Regions from separate parts of the Sus scrofa genome. Here region 2 is linked to region 1. A link is a contact called in public HiChIP or PLAC-seq data. All regions are on one chromosome and are shown on one strand. The core of a region is the stretch at or near the end of the contact, and the rest is flanking DNA. Distances in the headings are between cores, read along the strand shown.

Region 1 (5,716 bases), core at 3,094-5,593:
ATGGCTCAGATCTGGCATTGCTGTGGCGTAGGCCGGCGGCTGCAGCTCTGATTAGACTCCTAGCCTGGGAACCTCCATATGCTGTGGGTGTGGCCCTAGAAAAGACAAAAAAGACCAAAAAAAAAAAAAAAAAAAAAAAGAAAGAAAGAAAAAAGAAATGTGTCAGTCAAGTGTCATGTGAGATGCAGCTGGAGAGGTAGGCAGGGGCCTCAGGAAAGCCCTTGAATTCCCGGCTAAGGAGCAGGGACTTGGCCCCTATGCAGTGGAGTTGCACACCTGGCAGAGCCAAGGCAAGGGAAAGAGAAGAGAGCATGCACATTTGGAAAGATCTCTCAGACCTCGGAAAGGAGAGGCTGGGAAGACTTTAAGATAGGGCAGTTAGAGGCTGGAAGACCTTAAGAAGCATCCATCCAATTCTGTTATTTTATAGATGTGCAGCCCAAGGCCCAGAGAAGTAAAGTAACATGCTCAAGGTCACCCAGCAAGGTGAGTAGCAAAGTCAAGGCTTCAACCTGTGGGTGGTGCCTGCCAGCACAGGCTTCCCCCACTGGCCCAGCACTCTCAGGAGGAGAAGCAGCCTGCTGAGATCTCCTTGTGCTTTGCTTCTGAGTCCACCGTGCACTCTGCCCCCACTGCAGACCAGCCTGTTAGGGCAGTGACTGGGAAGTGTTCCCAGAGGACAGGGTGGGGAGCATTGCCGGTCTGCTTCAGAAGATGCTGCTGCTGCCGCTGCTGCCACCGCCTCCACACCAATCAGGGAGCTTTCTAGCCGCAGGAGGAAGCCAGGAGCCAGAGGACGGGGCTGCAGTGATTTATGACTGCACAGAAACAGCAGGACACTCAGGTTTCTGGCTGGCCTGCTCGTCCACCAACTCGGCCTGAAGAGGATCCGTCTAAAGGTTGAATCCTCCAGCACTGGAGATGGGGCAAAGGGTTAGCCAGACAGAGTGCCTGCCCAGTGCCCTGTGTCAGGCCAGTCACCAGAGGGCAAGGCCCCTCCTTTCCTGAGCAGATGCCAAGGGGGAGATGCTCATAGTCTGGGCTGGAAAGGGTGTCCTTGCTACCAGGAGCACAGAAGATCTGCCTGGGTTTGAAGTCAGGCTCTGCTGGTCACTGACATGTGACCTTTGGCTGGTCATGCAGCCGAGATCTCTTTGTCTTAGCTTCCAAGTCTAAAAAAACAGGGCTGATTCTGAGCCTCTCAACTCTGGGACTGAACCATCTCCCAGGACTGCAGGTGCAGAGCCCATGTTTCCGCAGCCAATAGCCTTCCACTTGAGAAAATGAACAGGCTGGATCTAGCACTGTGACTTGTCACAGCAGGGCGGAGCACTCAGTGCTCTTTTACTTTAATTTCTCACTTGAAGGGTGGGGAAATTAAGACCCAGAGAGGGCACAGGCCTTGCGTCTAGAGCTGGGGGCCAGGCAGAAGCCAGAATGCTAGTTCTCCACCTCCCTCCTCCAGGCAGGCGTAGAGGAGGAAGCTAGAATCTTAAGCCATTTGTTCTGTGTCATGTCGCCATGGCTTTGAAGCAGCCCTCTCAACAGCCAGGGCCTCTGGGCAGCTGCGGCTTTAAGCCTAGAGTCTTAAAAAGAATCAAAAGGGAAAGGAGGGCAGGGCCAGCTCTCCTGCGCCGTAGGAGCCTGCAGATGTCATTCCTGTGTGGCTTTGGCACATCCTTGTCTTTGCCTCTGCTTTACTTTTTTCCCAAACAGATTTGGCCTGGATTATTATTATTTTTTTTTTTTAATGCACATTGGACTGGTTGTGGGGAAGGAACTGAGGTGGCGAGGTCAGAGAGGCAGCCTGAAATGTGCCAGGAAGTTCCCGAGAATTTAGGTTCCAGGGCCTAAAATCGTTGACATGTTTAATCCACTGTAGACAACCAGGGTTGGCTGTCAGGGTTCCTTCCCGCCGGACCTGGGTGGCCCAGGCCAGAGTGGTTGAGGCCTGGCCTGCAGGGAGGAAGAGAAAGGAAGAGAAATGACTTGGCGAACACTCCTGTAAGAGACAGAAGGAAGTGGGAGGGTATATTCACCAGCAGGATTGCATTTTGCCGGGTGGTGTAGTAAGAGAAGAGGGACCAGGGCCTATACTGGAGGAGGGGAGAAGAGAGCTATTTCTAGACTCTCCTCACTCAGCCCAGAGCTGTCTCCCTAAGTCCGTGCATGCATTCATGCATTCATTCATTCCTTCATTTTGCATGTTCTTCGTATTTAAGGTGTGCCAGGCACTGTGCCCAGCACTGAGGAAGCAATGGCGATGAAGATTAAATGCCAATCTCATCCTTTTCTGCCTTGGTTAAAATCTCACAAGCTTTCTATTTATTTTGAAAGAAAGACTGCACTCCCTTGACTGCCATTCAGGGCTCCTCACATTCTGGCTCCTGACTCCATGTCCAGCCCCAATACCCATCACTTCAGGCAACAAACACATTGGATTTTTTGCCTATCAATGTTTATATGTTAGGGGAGTTCCGTCGTGGCTCAGTGGTAAAGAACCTGACCAGTATCCATGAGGAAGCCGGTTCAAGCCCTGGCCCCATTCAGTGGGTTAAGGATCTGGCGTTGCCTTGAGCTGCGGTGTAGGTCGCAGACGAGGCTTGGATCCTGCGTTGCTGTGGCTGTGATGTAGGCCAGCAGCTGTAGCTGCTATCCAACCCCTAGCCTGGGAACTTCCATGTGCCACATGTGCAGCTCTAAAAGGCAAAACAAAAACAAACAAAAACTTTTGTCGGGAAGAAACTGCCTGTGTCTTTTGCCTGCTCTCAAATCCTACACATCTTTAAGGGCTGGACTGGAAATGTTACCTAACTCCCTGGGGAAGCTTTTCAGAACCTCTTCCTATCTAGCCTGAATTAAAAAACAAAACAAAAACCAATTTAACGCCACTTAACAAATTCTGAATCCCTTGAGGGTAAGGTTCCACGCCCTGTTCCAGAATCAAGCCTGGAATAATTCTCCGAAACTCCTTTATTCTCTGGTCTCATACACAACACTTCATATTCACTGTTTTAAAAAATCCCTGGAAATTTCCTTGTGGGAAGTAGATTAAGGATCTGCTATTGCTGCAGCTGTGGTGCAGGCTTCAACTGCAGGCGTGGGTTTGATCCTTGACCCAGAAACTTCCATATGCTGTGGGTGCAAAAAAAAAAAAAATTCTTTATTACTTTCTAAAGTACTCTACACACTTATCTTTACTTTGCCTATTTTCTTGGGCAGGGATTTTATTTGATTTGTTCTCTGCCGTACCCTATTGCCTAGAACAGTGCCTGGAACATTGTAGGTGTGCAATAAGATAAGTGCTGGATAAACGAAATAAAACGTGCAGTCAAAACTGTGGGTTGTGTGAGCTACATGGAATGTCAAAAAGGGAAGCACATGAGCAAGAATTAGTCAGATTGACCTCAGCGTGTATATTCTAGGCGGGCAGAAAAGAGTTGGTTAACCCCTACACACAACCCAGTGTTGAGCAGCCATTGGCTAACTGAATTGAATCTTTAATGCTCCACCCTGGAGAGGAAGGAAGGGGCTCACCAGGGGTAGACCCGCAAACTACTGCTGTATCCTTTCTACAAATTGACCAGGACGCCCTCCTGGTATTTGTCTTTCCAGATTTCCACCTGTCAGGTCCAAGAATCTCAAGGTGGGGATGCGGAGGGAGCTGGAACCTTGTGGGGGAGGGTGACAGTCCCCCAAGGTTTGGCTCCTTAATTCAACCATCCCTCAGGCGGTCACCACCCTCACAGTTTTAATCAATAGTGTACGGACCCCACCTCTCCAGACCCCCACCCCCCTCCATGTCCTGCTATTTTATCTCAGAAACATGGTCCAGGGCTGAGGCCCTGGCCCCCTCCTCCAGTAATTTCCCCAAGCATGTGGGGCGGGGCCGTGAATCAGCACTCACTGGGACTGATGCATCCTCCGTCCCCGCCAGGGGTCCCCAGCGGCCGCAGAATTAGGAACCCCCCCCTCCCCGTCCCATCCTCCTCTGTCTGAGCGCTACGACAACAGGGAGATGTAGTCTTGGCTGCCCCTTTGTCCCTGATCTCCCCAACGTATCGCCGCACCCGAGGATGAACTACAACTCCCAGGGGCCCAGGCGCCGGAGGCCTGAGAGGGCCGCGGTCTGCAGGACGAAGGGTGGGGGCCGTCTGGAGAAGATAGGGCACAGCAGCCGGGGTGAAGGGAAGCACCCGGCTCGTTGGGGGGCAGCGGGGAAGGAGGGGACGCCCAGAGAGCGGCGCCGAGCTGAGTTGGGGAGGGGAAACCCAAGGAACGGAAGGGCCGGGGCGGGGGTGCGCGGGCGGGTGGGCGGGGCCGTTGCGTCACGCGGCGTGGGCGGGGCCGCAGGGGGTTGTCCGCCCGCGGCACGCACAGCAGTCGCAGCCGCCTCGCGCCCGGTCCCGCGGTCGCAGCTCGAGCCGCAGCCTCTGCGCCGCCACCGTCGCCGCCTCAGCCGCTCGCTTCGTGGGTCGGTCCCTCCGGCACACGGGCTCCAGCCGCGTCGCAGCCGTCCCCTGAGCCCCTCAGGCCGCCCCGGTCTCCTTGCCCGGCCCGACCCAGCCCGTGAAGATGGTGGACCGCGAGCAACTGGTGCAGAAAGCCCGGCTGGCGGAGCAGGCGGAGCGCTACGACGACATGGCCGCGGCCATGAAGAACGTGAGTTTCTCCTCCCCTCCCCCCGCCTCGCCCCAGCCCCTTTGCAGACGCGGGCCTTCGTCGGCTCTTCCGGGGGACTGGTTGCCTGTTGCAGCTGCAGGTCTCTCGCCCCTGAGGGAGCTGGGGAGGGTCCCGAGAGCGCTGAGGACCGGGTGTGACGCGGCCTCGCTCCGAGCGTCCCCCGGGGCCGGCGGCGCTGTCTCCTCAGCCCTCCTCGCGCTCGGGCTGGGGCGGGGTCTTGCAGGGCTGGTCTGGGCAGCCGGCTCTCCGGCCGCCGCGCCTTTGGCTTTGCCGGGGACCTGAGCCGGGGCCACGCGCATCCTTTGTGCCCCACTTCCCCTCCTCCCAGCCTGGGCGTGTGGGGGCGGGGGACCGCATGGATGCGGTTCCTCTTTTCTCCCTGGTGTCTGGGCGGCGCCTTTTCCATTCACTCAGCAGGTCTCCCGGTTTTCTGATGCTCCCCCTCTCCCCAAATCTTCCCACTGTCTCTCGAGACAGGTCCTTTAGAGTCTCCCCGGTAAAAACGTAGGCTGTCCTGAAAACCTGGGCGCAGTAGTACAAAATCGAAACCTCCTTGCTCACGTTTTTCTTAACAAAAGGCTCCTCTTTCTTTACCTCAAAGCAAGCCCTCTTGATTTTAGGAAGAGGGGAACGTTTGTTTGGCTAGCTTTTTCATTGATTGTTCTTAATATGTTATCTCTAATTTTTCCTAGTGTTTTTTGTATTGAAAAGGGTAGGTATTGTCTTAAAAATAAAGGTTGTGAATTTAGCTGACTGGTTCAATTTGTGATAATATGCCGTTTCTCTTTTAAACACAGGCACACATCTGTTGAAATTCCTATAAGTTGAAAAAATATTCTCTCTGATCTGATACTGCAAACAAAGCGGTGGTGGGAGGCAGTATCAAGTCATTCCAGAAGATTCTGCATTTGTCATATTGCAGAGAGCCTAGACTGGGTGGAGGCTGGGAGGAGTTATTTTAAAGGGGAAAAAATATCTTTTTTTTTTTTTTTAATTTGTTTTGTTAGATATATCTGAGGCTTAAAAAAAGCTA
Region 2 (5,663 bases), core at 1,183-3,682, 45 kb after region 1:
GGAGAGGAGTGGCGGGACGGGGAGTAGACGGGGCAGCACCCGGGCACACAGGCCCAGGCCCGCGCTGCCAGCTGGGCCACATCCCTGTTCCATGTGTTTATTTCCCTGTGGGCCTCCCTCCAGGTTCGGCGGGGCCTTCAAGGGCTGGGACCTGCTTTGGCCTTGCACCTGCTCCAGACTGTCGTGTCCCCACAGGGAGTCTGCACCAGGGAGGAGAACTGGAGAATCGGGGCAGGGTGGGGGTGGCAGGTGTGTGTGGATGCCCCAGGCCCTTCCCCTCTCAGGGACCCTGGCAAAGCAGGAAAATGGCCACAGCCTCAGGCTCTGGGACCTTGGTAGAAATAGTGGGGGTCTCTCAAGATCTTGGGGACTTAAGCCTGGACTCCAAAGCCCCCGTCTGCTTTCTCCCTCCCCGGGCCAGCGAGTGGGTGGTGGGTAGGACAAGGACAGACAAAAGCAAGGGCCAAGGTGGGTGTGACTGTTCCTGCCAGGCCAGTCAAGGCCCCATCCTGCCTGCACAGGCCTGGGGGAACGGAGGCCACCGCCTCAGATGGGTGGCCACCCCTCCCATCCCGTCTTTGCGGTCCTGCTCTTCTCCGTGGAGATGAGGAGGTTATGATGCGGTCAGGAAGGAACCCTGAGCTGCCGGGACGTCCCCCTCCCTCGCCCCCTGCCCAGGTGTCCTGAGTGCCTCGGCCGGGTGCCTCTCCTGGCGTCCCTGCTCCCACACTGGCCCCGGGGGCTTTAACTGCCGCATAAACAGTCTCTCCCTCAACAAGGGACTGGAGGGCAGGGCTGTGCCCTGTGATGGACGCAGCACGCACAGGGGCCAGCACAGGGCTTGGCACACAGGAGGCCCTCGGCAAACGTGATGAGTGCGTGAACCAGGAGTGACGCCTGAGCCTCCACAAGCACACCAGGGTCTGAGACAGTGGCGGGCAGTTGCTTTGAACTTTATTCGAGAAAAACAGAAGGTAGACGTATCAAAAGAGCACAGAGAGTTGGCAGGTGGGGATGGCTGGTGCGGGTTTGGGCGGGGGGCGGTGAGCAGCAGGGCGAAGGCCTTTACTTGGTTCCGGGCTTTTCCGACTTTCCAGCTTCTGTGCCCCCAAGCTGGGCCCGCGCCTCGAAAGTGACAGGGATGGTGATCTCTGCCGACTGGGTGGCTGGCTTGGGCAGCGGGGCCTCCACGCTGAGCGTGCCCTCAGGGGACAGGGAGGAGGAGACCTGGGTGGGGTCCACACCGGGGGGCAGCCTGGACAGGGAGAGGCAGGACAGGAGTGACCCACGGTGCGTCCCTGGGCCCTCCCCACCCCCCACCCCACCCGGAGCCAGGACTCACGTGTATTTTCGAGTGAAACACCGGGAAATGAAGCCGTGCTCATCCTGCCGCTCCTCGTGCTTGCCTGGGTGGGGGAGGGAGGTCAGAGGAGGCCTGAAGGGGCCGGCGCTCCCGCTGGCCCACAGCCAGCCGAGCCCCACCCGGTGGCCAGAACGCTTGCCAGGAGAGGACTAAGGGATGTGGGTACCCCAGACCTGTCCCGGGACCTCAGAAGCTTCTGGAAAGTTCGGTTCCAGGAGTCTGGGGCTGGGGCGTGGGGCAGCAGCCATGGGCACGCACACACGCCCCCTCCGAGGACCTGGACTAGGGATGGGGAGGAAGTGCGTGCGTGTGCGTGCGCGTGTCGGGGGAGGGGGTCGCCCTTGCCACACCAACTGCAGGCCGGGGGCCGGGGGCCGGGGGGGGGCGGCGCGGCGCGGGGAGACCTGGTCCCTCGCGGATGGCGTTGGGGCTGAGGGCGTCTCCGCTGGAAGGGGGCGTTTCTTCCCTGACTGGAGAGCTTTTAGGGCCAAAAGATCCCTTAGGACTTAGGAGCACCCCCCCCAAAGTCCAGGGAAGCAGGCACAGGCCAGGGGCAGGGCGAAGAGGCCAGGCCGGCTCCCCGGGCTCTGGCCCCGTCCTCGGCTAAGTTTCCATTTTCCAGGGCTCCTCCCCGGAAAGAGCGCGAGAGGCAGCGCGGGAGGGGCGGGGGGTGGGCGCGTCCCGGTCCCCGGGGGCTCACCCGTGATCTCCACCACGCCGTCCTTGGTCTTGACCGTCAGCTCCTCGGGGGCGAAGTGGTTGACGTCCAGGGAGACGCGCCAGCGGTCGGCAGTCTGCTGGATCTCCGAGACGCCGCTGCTGAGCTGCCTGCTGAGCAGGCGGCTGTAGGCGGGCGCGGCCACTGCGGCGGGGCCCTCGATGGCGGGCGGGGGCAGCGGGCGCACGTAGCCCGGCCAGCCGCTGTGGCTCAGCCACTGCGACCACTCCTCGGGCAGCCGGGGCAGCCCGAAGGCCTGGTCGAAGAGGCGGCTGTGGGCCGGGTACCAGTCGCGGAAAGGGTCCCAGCTGGGGCTCCGCAGGAGCGAGAAAGGCACACGGCGCTCAGTCATGCTGGCTGCGCTGGCTGGACGCGTCCGGCTGCGGCTGGGAGAAGGGGAGTTAGTGTCGGTGGGCCGAGCCCGCAGCGCTTTTATAATGGGCCAGCCGGGTATTTTTAGCAGGCGGTGTTTCAGGTCTCTATTAATGGCAATGACTGGCTGGGGGCAGCCCCTCCCCCTGCATTCCCCCAACTGCATACCGGGGCGCGGGGCGGGGCGAGGGAGGCCCTGCCCACATCTGGAACCTTCTCCTGTTTGAGAAAACAAATGACTGTAGCCCCGATGCTGGTGCAGTGCCCGCTGCCTAACACTGGCAGATTTCGGCGCTAAAGCGCTGGGCCGCAGCCTGTGGACAGTCCTGGCTTTTTGTGCAAGAGGACAAAGCCGAGGGAGTGGTCGCGCTGCTCGGGGCCACACAGCAGGGACTGGCAGAGCAGGGAGATGGACCACAGGGTGTCTGTGAAATAATGGCTTAAGAAGCAACATGGTGAGGAGTGTGGGCCTGAGAGTCCAGACTGTGTGAGTTCACATCCTGGTCCTGCCACTCACTGGATGAACTTGTACAAGTGAGAGTCTTTGTGCCTCAGTTTCGCCACCGGGAAAATGGGGGTGATGATGATGACAATGCTTCCGTCCCTGAGTTGGTGTGAGGATTCGGCAGCTTAATGCGAGTGAAGGTTTTAGTCCAGGGCCTGGTGGGTGACCGTTACTGTCAGCCACCTGGAGTTGCAGGGCACAGACGGAGGAAGCGGAGCTCAGAGGCAGCAGCATGTGGACGTTTGGGCGATGTCCCCCGGACCCCCTAGTAGGGGAGACCCAGACCAGAAACCCTGAGGCCTAGTGTTGAAAGGGGGTCAGGAGGGAGGTTATTGTCAAAACTCCCCATTGTATCCACTTTGCCTTGAGCTGGGGACAGGGAACCTGAGATGCAGCGGCCTTGAATCTAGTCTGGGCTTTGGCTTGGGCCAAGGCCCCTCCTTTCCCTTTTTACAGATTATGACCTCAGAGCCCTTTTGTTTAGCATTCCCACAGCACAGAGGGAGAGGGGCTCTAGGCAGTGCAATTCCTGCACACTTGCTGGGAGCCTGAGGCCTGCTCCTTGACCCCACCTCCTGGGTGAGCACCTGTGGGATCCAGGCCTCCACTCCCACCTCCCGTAGGGTCTGGCCACAACCTTGGCGTTCTCTCTTTCTCATTGCCCTGACTCCAGTCCAGCCTGCCTTCTCTGACTTGCATCCTGTTATCCCTCCTTTTCAGATGAGGAAACCGAGGTCCAGAGGGATTAAGTGCCTGGTCCACCGTCTCCTCTGAGACACGACAGAGTAAGATTCTTGCCCCTCTCGTGTTCAGGGCTCTTACCCTTGTGGGGCTCCCACCTTGGAGCCCTTCCTCTCCTTTTGAGACCCGCTCTCTCCAGGGGCTGGGCTGAGATTGTACTCCTGCCAGTTCCATGGGGGGCCTTGCTCTGCTCAGGATTCCTGAGTGGCTGGAAGCCAGATTCCAGGCCTCTCAACAAGCTGGGGGACACCAGCCTCATGCCCTTCCTGAGCCTCAGTTTCCACCACAGTTTCCTCTTCGAGAGAGAGCACTGCCAGATAGTTTTCTTGCTCACCCACCTGCTCCCCATCAGGAAAGAGCTAAGGTTGGGCCACAAATCCAAGGTCACCTCTGGAAAGGCCTCTGGGCACCTGGAGCTCTCATGAGGCAAGGGTAGAAGGCAGACAGAATGCTGGACCATGTTGGGAGCATGCTGGGTCTCCATGGGGAGCTGCTCGCTGCCTCCCAAGGGTCTCAGCCTCAGGAAGCCCCGGGCCTCCTCCCGGTGCTCCCAGCCGCACCCATCCCCAGCTCTATAAAGTCAGGGTGAGGTCAGGAGCCAGGGAGGGCCCTCCTCTGCCCCTGCCTGCCCACCCTGGCCCAGACTGGAGCCTAGGCGCCCCACCCTGGCGGGATCTGTCAGGTGTGATTTTGGATGCTTTCAGGTGTGGCCCAGCCAGGCCCAACCATGTTCTGGGTGGGGGCTGCCTGCCTGGCCGCCAGCACCTTGTAGACAGAGGCTCCCTTCATAGTTCCCTTCCTTTTGCCTGAAACCAGGGCGGGGAGGATCTCTTGCTGCTGCCCCAGCTGGGGGAAGTTGTGCAACCCAGGGTACACCCCCCAGCGTCTGCCCACACGGCGAGGGCGGCAGAACTGAGAATTCACATCCACCTTCAAAGGGTCACTTCTCAAGGGACTCATAGATCACTCTGCCAGTCACAAGGGAGGGGACATGGGTGGCTCTGGGTGGTGGTAAGAGGAGGAGAGGGCGGGTGAGAAACTGGGTTTTGGGGTCAGACAAGGCTGGGCTTGAATTGGCTGCTGTTCACTGGCTTGATAGCCTCTCTGAGCCCGCATGTCTCCATCAGCAAACAGTGGCCAACACCCCCACGCTCCAGGGCCACAGTGAATCTCCCCGTCGATAACGTGCAGGAAATGCCTGCTGCTCAGAAATGGTCTTGTTATTAAGGGAAGAGGACCTTTAATTTTGGATAGTGAGATTTAGACTAATGAGAGAATTACCCGCTTGTCTGTGCTTTGTATCACGTCCAAGTAGCTTATCAGAGTCTTCGGAGATGAGAAAACTGATTGTCCCAGCTGCCCCCAGGTCACAAAGCTGGTGAGAGGTGAGGGACTGGATCTCAGGCCTCCTGCCTCTCCATCAGGAGGGGAAGAGACGCTCCAGAAAGTCCCAGGGGGGCTATGGGCTGGGCTCTCAGCCCAGGGTGAGGTGTGCAGCCCAGGTGACCTGTCCAGACGGGGAGGGGTGGGCCAGCCTCTCTGGGTTCCCTTCCAGTCCTGGGCACTGAGCTGCCAGGGGGGGTTTTCTGGGATTAAGAGGACAACCCCACCACCAGGGATTTCCCAGAAGCCACAGGGTGGGGGGGGGCGCGGCAGGGATTCCTTCCTCAGCGGGGCCCCTCCCCTCATCCCTAGCCCCAAAGTCCGGGGCACTCTGCAGCAGCCCCAAGACCTGCTCCCAGCCTCCTGGCCTGGCCTGGCGCCCAAGCCTTGGCCACACTAGCTACTCCCTTGGTGGGCCTTTGCCAACCGTGGCTGTGCCAGCTCCTCCCTCCCTGGCCCAGCCTCAAAGAAAGTGCGAGAGGCTTCAGGCAGCTAGCTGCCTGAGCTCCCAGGAGAGGCCTGACAGCTGAGGAATTGCCAGGGAACTAAAAATGTGGGCAGCCGTAATTAGAGCGCATGGG

Evidence for each region. HiChIP or PLAC-seq counts read pairs in DNA pulled down with a chosen protein or histone mark.
Region 2: a contact with region 1 is called in an H3K27ac HiChIP or PLAC-seq map of skeletal muscle. The contact joins the promoter of HSPB1 here to the promoter of YWHAG in region 1. A contact is called at or near these places in 3 of 5 promoter capture datasets (fetal liver, fetal skeletal muscle and liver), 23 of 47 Hi-C or Micro-C datasets (adipose tissue, alveolar macrophages, blood and 12 more) and 2 of 2 datasets of contacts at active chromatin or transcription factors (alveolar macrophages and skeletal muscle).

The regions. Positions count from the first base shown.
Region 1 is chr3:9,990,459-9,996,174 of Sscrofa11.1, forward strand. It overlaps YWHAG (14-3-3 protein gamma), which reads left to right and starts at 4,344. Exons shown (of 3, transcript XM_005661962.3): 1 at 4,344-4,662. The coding sequence starts at 4,576.
Region 2 is chr3:10,037,009-10,042,671 of Sscrofa11.1, forward strand. It overlaps HSPB1 (heat shock protein family B (small) member 1), which reads right to left and starts at 2,433. Exons shown (of 3, transcript NM_001007518.1): 1 at 2,064-2,433; 2 at 1,343-1,406; 3 at 1,066-1,255. The coding sequence starts at 2,433. The coding sequence ends at 1,066. It overlaps LOC110259893 (a long non-coding RNA gene), which reads left to right and starts at 3,758. Exons shown (of 2, transcript XR_002342315.1): 1 at 3,758-5,663.